Linked DNA regions of Sus scrofa: all the other regions are linked to region 1. A link is a contact called in public Hi-C data. All regions are on one chromosome and are shown on one strand. The core of a region is the stretch at or near the end of the contact, and the rest is flanking DNA. Distances in the headings are between cores, read along the strand shown. Region 1 has its middle 6.9 kb from the start of MIR365-1. Region 2 overlaps PARN (poly(A)-specific ribonuclease PARN). Region 3 overlaps PARN (poly(A)-specific ribonuclease PARN).

Region 1 (2,981 bases), core at 246-2,745:
CCCCCCTTTGCACCTCTAGGCTGCTATTGGAGAAACCATGGTGGGGGGGCAGTCCCCCAGCCCAAACTGAGCCCAGAGGCCCCCCGACCACAGATTTCCTTGCCTCTCCTTGAGCATGGCCCTCCAGACTTCTGGAATTGGGGCCCAAGAGGGAAAAGAGACATAAGCCACAAAGCCAGTGGGTCTAAGTCCAGTTTGGTGGCTGCAAACCAGGACACCCCTCCCAGGGACGTGGGGGCAAAGTGGGAGTGCAGCTGGAGCAGAAGGAGAGGAGGGGGCTGTGTGGCTCATCTCCTCTGGCTGGGGTCCCTAGGACCCCCGCTGACGGCATCAGAAGCGCCCACTGGGCTGAGGGATGTGCTTTCTGAGTGTGACACCCATTGGCCAACAGAGGACAGCAAATACATTTTTTATGATCCTGGGAGGCTGAGTCCAGTCACATTTACTTGAAAAGAGGCCTGGCGGTTCTAGGGGACTAGTCATGTCTCAGTTATGTGGATCCTCTTCGGGATCCTCATCAACACTTCTGGGATGATCTGGGGGTTCTGGGAAAAGGGTGCGGTGGGGGGCAGATTTCCGAGAGGTCACTGGGTTGTGAGGGATCGTCACCCTAACTGTTGGAACCTTAGGTAGTTTGGGGAGGGGGGAGTGGCTTATAGGGGGAGGGGAGCGGGTGTCAGCACCAGGGGTCAGATCTTTGGGGGGTAGCGAGGGTACGCTCATGCCCCACCCCCACTCCCCAATTTCCAGCCTATCTCCCAGAGCCCGGCACTGTGAAAGTGGAAACAGGGGGGCTTTGGAATGGCGAAGGGGAAGCACAACTTTATTTTTTGGCCTGAAGGTGGGTTGGTATTTTGGGGGAGTTCTTGGGATCAGAACACGCCCATCCCATGTCAAACTTGGGGCTTCTAGGGGACTCCGGTGATGCCAGAGGTGGTAAGGGGCCACCAAGGGGGTAGGTGGCCAGGTGTGGGAGCCAGCGTTGCTGCAGCCCCTACTTCTACGGTGGGTCGGGGGAGTGTGAAAAATCGGAGGAAGGGCTCAAAGCGCCGACTGGCACGGAGTGTTCCCGAAAGGAGGAGGGGGGGCGAGTCTGAATTTTAAGTAGATGTGTCCCCATTCAGACGCCCCTGGCTGAGGAATCCCGGGAGCGCATTTGGAGGAATCCTACCCGCCCCCCAGGAGGGAGGCCCAGCCTAGGCTCCCTCCTCCGGGCCACGGGGGTACTGGAGGTGGGGAACCTCCCCTCTCCCCGTGCCCCCCAGTTTGGAGAACCCCAGGCTCTGCCCCCACAGGTCCAGGCTGACGTCGCCGCCGCATTTCTAGGAATGCCCCTATCCGCTGACTATATTTGGCGAGGGTTTCTAGGAAGGCCCCCCCCCGCCCCCGGCCCCCGCCCCAGCCCCCACCCGGGGCAGGCGGGCGCGCTCGGCTTCCAGGCTCTCGCCCTCTCTCCCGGGCCGGGGAGGAGCCGCCCCGCCGCCTGGGCCGCCGCCGCCGCGCCGCCGCCTCCCCAGCGCGACCAACCCCGGGCTGACCCAGCCCCCGCCCCGGGCCGGCCATAGGGCGTGGGGTGCGGGGAGCGGGAGGGGGGGCCGGGCCGGGTGGGGGGGCGGGGGCGCGGCTTTGTGGCGGCAGCGGACCGTGGAGGCCGGGTGCAGCCCCGTCGGCTCCGCGCTCTCGGCAGGAAAGGCTTTTCTACGCCCCCCGCCCATCACTTGGATCTGCTCTGGGGAGGTGGGGGGATATTTTTCTGAATGTCCCCCCGACACGCACCATGGTGAAGGATTTGAGGCTGGACTCTAATCGAGGCGGAGGCGGCAGGGCCCGCGGGGCGCCCCCAGCCCCGCACACGCCTCCCGGGAGCCCGGGAAGGCGCAGCCCCGGGGGGCCCCCTGCACCCCCGGAGGAGGCAGCGGCGGTGAGTCTCCCCGTTTTTCCTGCATGGCACCCCTCCCCCGGGCCAGGGCAGGAGCCGCGGCAGGTGGGTGCCCAGGCCCCCCGGGGCAGAAGGGGGTGCGGGGCGGCTGCTTGGGGGGGTGGGTGGCAACGCGACCTGGGAGGTGGCGGCGGGGGAAGCGCGCGGCTCTCCCGGGACCCGGCGCTAGACGCTTGTCTGGGAGGGGATCCGCCGCCGCCGCCGCCGCCGCTGCCACCCCCCGAGGCGGCGGAGCTGGGCTCCCTCCACCCCCTCCTCCCTCCTTAGCTCCCGAGAGGGGCGTGTTAGGCGAGGAGGTGGGATGGGGGTGAGGCAGCCCCCCACCTCCCTAATGCCCAGGCTGGGAAATTAACGAGGCGATTTGCAAGCTTGCCACCCCGCCCCCACCCCGGAAAGCCCGTTCGGGAAACTGACTCGCTGCGTGACCCCGATATCAATGCCGTGCGGAGAGCAGGCCGCCCGCACGGCCGTCGGCGCCCGCCGCACCTCGCCACTCCACGTGCGCCCCGGGCCGCGCTGGCACGGGCTGGGGGGCCCGTGCCAGCCTCCCAGGGCCGAGCCCCGGGGGACGTCCCAGAAAGCCGGGAGCACAGTCCCCAGAGAGTTACCACCTCCCCGAAGTAAAGTTGGCAGCCGCTCCCACCAAGGAGCAGGCGGCCATAGCACGTTGGCTTTATTTTGCTGGACAGGAGTTAAAAAAAAAATCTAGGTTCCGGGGTGCGGATCGAGGTGTCAGGGCCCAAGACCTCACCAAGTTGCTCTGGTAAAAGTTAGGAGAAAAAAGAGAAAAGGCATTTTGATTTGAGGGTCGGGGGAGTGGCGTTTCTGGTTTCTCCTGCTTCCAAGCCCCACCGTGGGGAGCGTTGGAATGTGCGGCTCAGATCCTCTGAGGACACATCCATATTTATAATTTATTTTTAGGAGAAGTTGTGAAAAAAGGAGGGGGTTTAAAGTGGGGAGAAAAGGTGTGTGTTGGGGGGTGGCCTTTCCAGAACCCGGAGGCTAATTGAGCTATTAAGATGGAAATCACTTCCCCCAGTCT
Region 2 (2,981 bases), core at 251-2,750, 250 kb after region 1:
TCTATTTTTCAAAAGACATCTGAGTCACCAGAGAGGAGAAATAGCCCATCTAAAAATGCCCTCGACCCTCCCATTACCCCTAATTGACATCCCAGACACTGGGGGCTCCTGCACGGAGAGAACACTGGGGGCCTGGGACCCTGTTACTTACTTGTTAAAAAAAGGTTCAATGAGTTTGGATCTGGCAGACACATGAATTTTTGGAGGACTAAGAAAAGAACCTAATGAAGAAAAGAAGCAGAACATTATACACGGTCAGGCAGACAAAGCCTGAAAAATATATTTAAATCAACAGCATGGTTCAGCACGGGTAAAAGGTACTCGTATGGGCCGAGTACCACAGCACAGGTAAGGGGTGATGCTTCATTCCTGCGTGCGCTCCAGGCCCTCTGCCCCAACCTTCCCTGCACTCTGACCGCAAAACCCTCCCACTTCTCATGAGTGGATCCCAGGGAAAGAGGAGACAGGTGAGATCCCCTCTGGACCACAGTGAGTTTGACAGAAGCAGGAATAGGGAGTACCTAGATAGTTGGCCATGGAGATGAAGCACAGTCCTGTGATGTAAGCATCATAGCCTGCCTCGTGGAGCTGTTCGGAAGCCGTGTCATAACTTGGAAAACCTTCTGCACTTTCTAAAGAGGAAAAAGAGAGAAAAAAAAAAGTTTTCCCAAGGTCATCACAAATCATGAAGACTGGTGAGCGCACTGCCCTGCCACATCCCAAAGGCATTAGTCTGTGCTGTAGAAATACCCTAAAGAAGCAGAAAAAGAGCTACCTGTTTCTTTTTTCTTTTTTTCTGTCTTTTAAGGGCCACACCCACAGCATACAGAAGTTCCCAGGCTAGGGACTGAATCAGAGCTGCAGCTGCCAGCCTACACCACAGCCACAGCAACAGGGATCCAAGCTGAGTCCGTGATCTACACCACAGCTCACAGCAATGCCGGATCCTTAATCCACTGAGTGAGGCCAGGGATCGAACCTGCAACCTCATGGATACCAGTCGCGTCGGTTAACTGAGCTACAACAGGAACTCCAGGCTACCTATGTCTTAATTCTCTCCCCGCAGGACACTGAGATAACAGAGTCACCGAAAACGAGGGCTTTGGTCCCGACCAGAGAAATGCCTCCGTTACATTATCAAAGACTCAGCCACTGTCCCCCTCGCTGCACTGATGGTGCTGCCGACAAGCACGCACCACTTGCACTATGACCATGACTCCTCTTCTGACTCTGGACTAATGACTAAATAGCATGGCCTCTGGCGTCCCACTGCCTGGGTTGGAATCTTGGCCCCACCGCTTATTTTCCCGGGGAGCCTGGCCTCTGGGCCTCCGTTCTGGTAGAGTGGAGATGGAGAATCACGGCTCCCTCATGAGGCCTTTGTGAGGCTCCCATGAGCTCATGGAAGGAAAGCTCTGACACAGTGCTTGGTACCCAGTAAACGCCCCGTAGGTAACCTTCCCCCAAAGCAAAGGTCTCCGATCGATATCGGCTCCACTCAGTACTGGCCTCTGCTAGGTCTCCAAGCTCACAGATCTAAAGATGAAAGCACAACTCTGTCCGAAAATAGATCAAAACTCGCTGTCATGCTGCCCTTGGAACATGGGGCCACTTCAGAGGAGAGCCCGTTTTAAAACAGGCTTCTTCGGTCACATGCATAGACACAGATGCCGAAAGAATGAGGTCTAAGAGAAACCTGCTTTAGAGTAAACCCTCTGCCGGAATAGTACATGGAAATGACAGGATAAAACTGTAACTCATAAATAATTATTTCCGAGAACCACTGTGGAGGTGAATATCAAAAAGGTTACAACAGGATGAAAAGCATGAGTGGAAACTAATACTGAAAAGGCTGTCACTGTTTTTACATCAATACAATGCTCTTTGAGCAAGAATTCTTTAACCTCCGTAAGTATCAAGTATTAGATTTTAAGCTTTATAAAAGTATTTTAACATGAAGGCCAATTAAGTCCTATCCTCTCTCACCAGCTGGACCACATATTTCCCAGATCCACTAGTGCCATTGTGTCGTTATAGAAAAGGTCCAGGTGTCCCCACTAACCCACTACCAGCCCCCACCCCCTCTTCTTACTCCTTTTTTGGACTATTCCAGAAAGGGAAGCAAAGAACTGTAACCTTGGCTGCTTGAGTACCTTCTGCAGTCAATTTCTGAAGCTTTAGTCCTATGATCAATGTCTTGGGAAGTTTGTAGGCTACAGCTGGTGGAACGTGAGTCACCGTATCAGCAGCATAACTACGCTAGGAGGAAGCAAGGCAAGCACAGCTGGAAGGGTCACCAACTGCCTGGGTAGGGGCCGTGGCCAGACTTGGCAAAACACCTCTGCCCTCAAAGAACATTTCTCCTTATTCTGGTTTTCCTCTCGTCATCGGTTCTGCACCTAAGCCAGCTCCTTCCTCATCAGCAAACCCTGTTCTTGGGCTTTCCAGAGACAAAAAGTTTATTTTCATCCTACCCCTGGCAATTAATCACCAACTCTTTGTCTCCACTTAAACAATGCACCATAAAAAAGAAAGACACTGAGTTTGGGGAGTATTCCAAGCATTAGGAAATAAAAGTCCTGAGGCTTTAATTGCTAAACTTCTCCACGAACAGGCCCCAATCCTACTCACAGAAAACAGATGCAGGATTAGAAGACTGCCTTTACTCCGAAAACAGTAACTCAACACAGGGCACGGGCAAGTTGTTTGAGGGAAAAAAAGTCTATAAATATACACAGTTTCTAGAACGGTTTCAACATTTCTTCTACAACAGACACCCGTAATTAGCACCAAGAGTTTGGGGCTCTTCAGGATCATTTTATCTCCTTACCAACTTTAGGAGGGTTGAAAGGCGTCTCTTTTAACCGCTTTTCCAATTCTGCGAGGGACGTGTTGTTAATGATATCCTACAAACCAGTAACAGAGAATGATGAGCCGGCATCGTCTCAGGGAAGCACATATTAAAGAGATTCAATGAGCGT
Region 3 (2,981 bases), core at 253-2,752, 140 kb after region 1:
CTTAACCCACTGAGAGAGACTTGGGATCAAACCCGTGTCCTCATGGATCCCAGTCAGGTTCGTTAACCAATGAGCATGAAGGAAACTCCCTCAAAAGTTATCCTCAAATGAGATTTTAAAACGCACCATCATTAATATTTACCACAAAACAAATAATAATGATGGAGAAGAGATTCTTTTATGTGGTGGTGATGTTGGTCAAACTGTTCCGAGCGTGTCTAAAGTGAGTACAAGGCGGGGGTTAAACTACGTACTGCCTCATATACGTACACTTCCGTTCTTAGAGATAAAAACACTTTGTCTGCCTGCCTTGATTTTGATTTTGCTGTTAAAACTGATATTGCTTGTCCTAATTTAGATTTTAGATGAGCTGATTTCACATCACAGCATCCCACAATAACATTTACATTGTCTTTGCATATCTTCTGTAAAAATATTTACAAAGAACTATAGCCTACAGCAAATATTCAAACACAGAAACAGTACTGGATTCTATTAAGATCATGTAACATTCAGATACCCTAGCAAGGTTGACAGTACGTGTCTCAAAACTGCCAATTTAAGGACTGCTTCCAAAACTTATTTCTTGGAGCAAAGTTCACAGGATTCTTATCATTTGTACTGATGTGTGTGGATTCATTAATATAGTCTTATTCATAAGACTGACTCACTGTTAGTAGCAGACAGGGCTGCAAACACACACGTACAACATGGCAACAGTGACAAAGAAGAATAACAGATGTGAGGGAGACCCAGTGTGCTCCTGCCCTGATTTCAGAAATGCTGACCTTGACCTGTGACACTGACTCCACTCTTGCTTTCAACTTTAGGAAAGATGATTCCTTTGAACTAGTAATGCCTATGCTGATGGTTAAACTTTAATTCCCACGGATTATTTTCCCCTTTATCCTGATTTCTTCATTGATATTTCTCATGATTTGGAATAGCACACACGTCTCTAGAAACGCCAGGAAGGAATTCCTGCAACGCTAGTGGAAATCAATTGACTACAAACTGGACCTCCCATTCTCTTTCATTATCTATTTGTCCTTCCTTTAATTTTTTTTTCCCCATGCCTGCAGCATGAGGAAGTTCCCAGGCCAGGAATCAAACCTGAGCCACAGCTGTAACCAGAGCCACAGCAGTAACAACACTGATTCTTTAACATGTGGAGCCACAAGGGAACTCCAAGTCCTGTAGCTTTTGAGATAATCTCAGAGTTCTTTAGTTGGCTGGGAAGCTCACACTGCTGGATAAAATAATAATGACCTTTCCTTTAAATAAGTGCCTAAGTTTACAAAATTCTCGCATTTGATATCTGTCCATGGCCAACTGTCAGAGGCTGAACTTGCATGGTCATTCCCGTTTTATAGCAGGAAACCTCACTGTCAGGATAAGCAACACTCGCCAGGTGGTGCAGCTGGTTAGGCAGATCTGAGGGCGTCTAGAGCCACGCTCCCCACCCCATCTTCCCAGGGTCAGCTCTTACCGGGCAGGCCTCAACTGAGAAGGAACCCCTCAGAAAGGCTTGCCCTGACACCCCGAGGAGCCCAGGCAGCCCCTCAGCCTGCAGCACGCCTCTCACAACCCTGTTCGTTTTCCTCTTCCTATTCACCCTTGCTTCATATTGGTTTCCTGACTTGTTTATCCTCTGCCCCCAGAAGGCAAGTTCAGGGGGAGCAGGGCCTCACGTTCCCTGCTGAGCGCAGGCGTCTGCGCACCGTGGGGACAGCAGCCAAGGTTTGTTGAACCGATGACATAGGCGACTGCGCCCCCCGCCGAAGCACTAAGGCAAGCGACAGAGCAAAGTGCTCATCCCGCCCTGAGTTATACGGAATATTCACACGGTTGACAGTCCAGCACACAGACAACTTCCCTGGTCCGCCTGGATAGAAACACATGCCCCACAACACAGAGCCAAGGGAGACGGAGCATCCTGCTGGGCCAACTACCTCACGCTGCAAAATGAGTGGGAAAAGTCTGGGAGGTGGGAGCTAGAAAATGCATTTGTATTGTTTTCCCAAACTCTCATGCTGAATCCACATTCCAAGAGCATGACTGCTTCTGTTTTTCGGGCACGGTCTGGATGGCTCGGGGAGGATGCTGGCTGGCCGAGGCCCCATTCACAAGGCGATCCCTTGGAGGTCACTGATCAACTGTGATTCCTATTTCTAGTAAAGAAGCTGACTGCGAAAAGTAAAATTAATATGAAGGAAGGTATGTCTGAAAGATAGCTACCTAGGAGTGAAGGACAGCTCCTGTGGAACAGCGGGTGTGGACAGACTACACGAGGTGAGTATGCGCTCAGTCCTGGGAATGAAGCTTATGTGTAAATTCACTGAAACAAGAGAAACTGGTTCTGGGTTAAAAGATTCACTGGCATTCAATTAGAAATCCTTTTTTTTTTTTTTAATAAGAACATGGTTTGAAATTCTTCCTATCTCACTTTTTTCTTATTGTTTACTTTATCATAGCAGTAAGAAAGTATCTTGTATCCCTGTTGTTGTTGTTGTCTTGTTTTGTTTTTTTGCGTTTTAGGGCCGTACCTGTGGCACATGGAGGTTCCCAGGCTAGGCGTGGCATCAGAGCTGCAGCTTCCGGCTTACACCACAGCCACAGCAATGTGGGATCTGAGCCTCATCTGCGACCTAGGCCACAGCTCACAACAATGCATGATCCTTAACCCACGGAGCAAGGCCAGGGATCAAGCCCACGTCCTCATGGATACTAGTCAGGTTTGTTTCTGCTGTGCCAAAACGGGAACTCCCTCTTCCTAACTCACTTTCATTCGACATAGAAAAGGTTAAGTGATAACAAACCTGAAAGACATTAACATAATTCCTAAATTAAGAACTTACACGCGACATATAACTAATTGAGGCTGAACTGAGAACATCTGAAGTTTTCAGAGGCTAGGATGGAATCTACTTTTACAACTAAAACAGACTTTTGGCTCTGATAAAAGGGTTTACTAATCAAAC

Evidence for each region. A called contact is a pair of places that touch in the nucleus more often than the background predicts.
Region 2: a contact with region 1 is called in a Hi-C map of liver, with 2.6 times the contacts expected there. The contact joins two enhancer-like sites. A contact is called at or near these places in 1 of 5 promoter capture datasets (liver), 27 of 47 Hi-C or Micro-C datasets (adipose tissue, alveolar macrophages, blood and 14 more) and 1 of 2 datasets of contacts at active chromatin or transcription factors (skeletal muscle).
Region 3: a contact with region 1 is called in a Hi-C map of skeletal muscle, with 4 times the contacts expected there. The contact joins two enhancer-like sites. A contact is called at or near these places in 4 of 47 Hi-C or Micro-C datasets (embryonic fibroblasts, epiblast stem cells and skeletal muscle) and 1 of 2 datasets of contacts at active chromatin or transcription factors (skeletal muscle).

The regions. Positions count from the first base shown.
Region 1 is chr3:28,913,600-28,916,580 of Sscrofa11.1, reverse strand. No RefSeq gene overlaps it. Among named protein-coding and RNA genes, the nearest start is that of MIR365-1, 6.9 kb to the right of the region's middle. Within about 2 kb of position 1,495, at least 40 of the 83 cell types and tissues checked have an H3K27ac peak or open chromatin away from gene starts, as enhancers often do. A contact at or near this core is called in fetal liver, liver and skeletal muscle, where this site is marked.
Region 2 is chr3:28,661,085-28,664,065 of Sscrofa11.1, reverse strand. It overlaps PARN (poly(A)-specific ribonuclease PARN), which reads right to left. Exons shown (of 24, transcript XM_021086564.1): 16 at 2,831-2,906; 17 at 522-632; 18 at 152-221. Among named protein-coding and RNA genes, the nearest start is that of PARN, 46 kb to the right of the region's middle. Within about 2 kb of position 1,500, at least 11 of the 83 cell types and tissues checked have an H3K27ac peak or open chromatin away from gene starts, as enhancers often do. A contact at or near this core is called in fetal liver, liver and skeletal muscle, where this site is marked.
Region 3 is chr3:28,775,067-28,778,047 of Sscrofa11.1, reverse strand. All of the region lies in intron 22 of PARN (poly(A)-specific ribonuclease PARN), which reads right to left. Among named protein-coding and RNA genes, the nearest start is that of MIR365-1, 130 kb to the left of the region's middle. Within about 2 kb of position 1,502, at least 11 of the 83 cell types and tissues checked have an H3K27ac peak or open chromatin away from gene starts, as enhancers often do. A contact at or near this core is called in skeletal muscle, where this site is marked.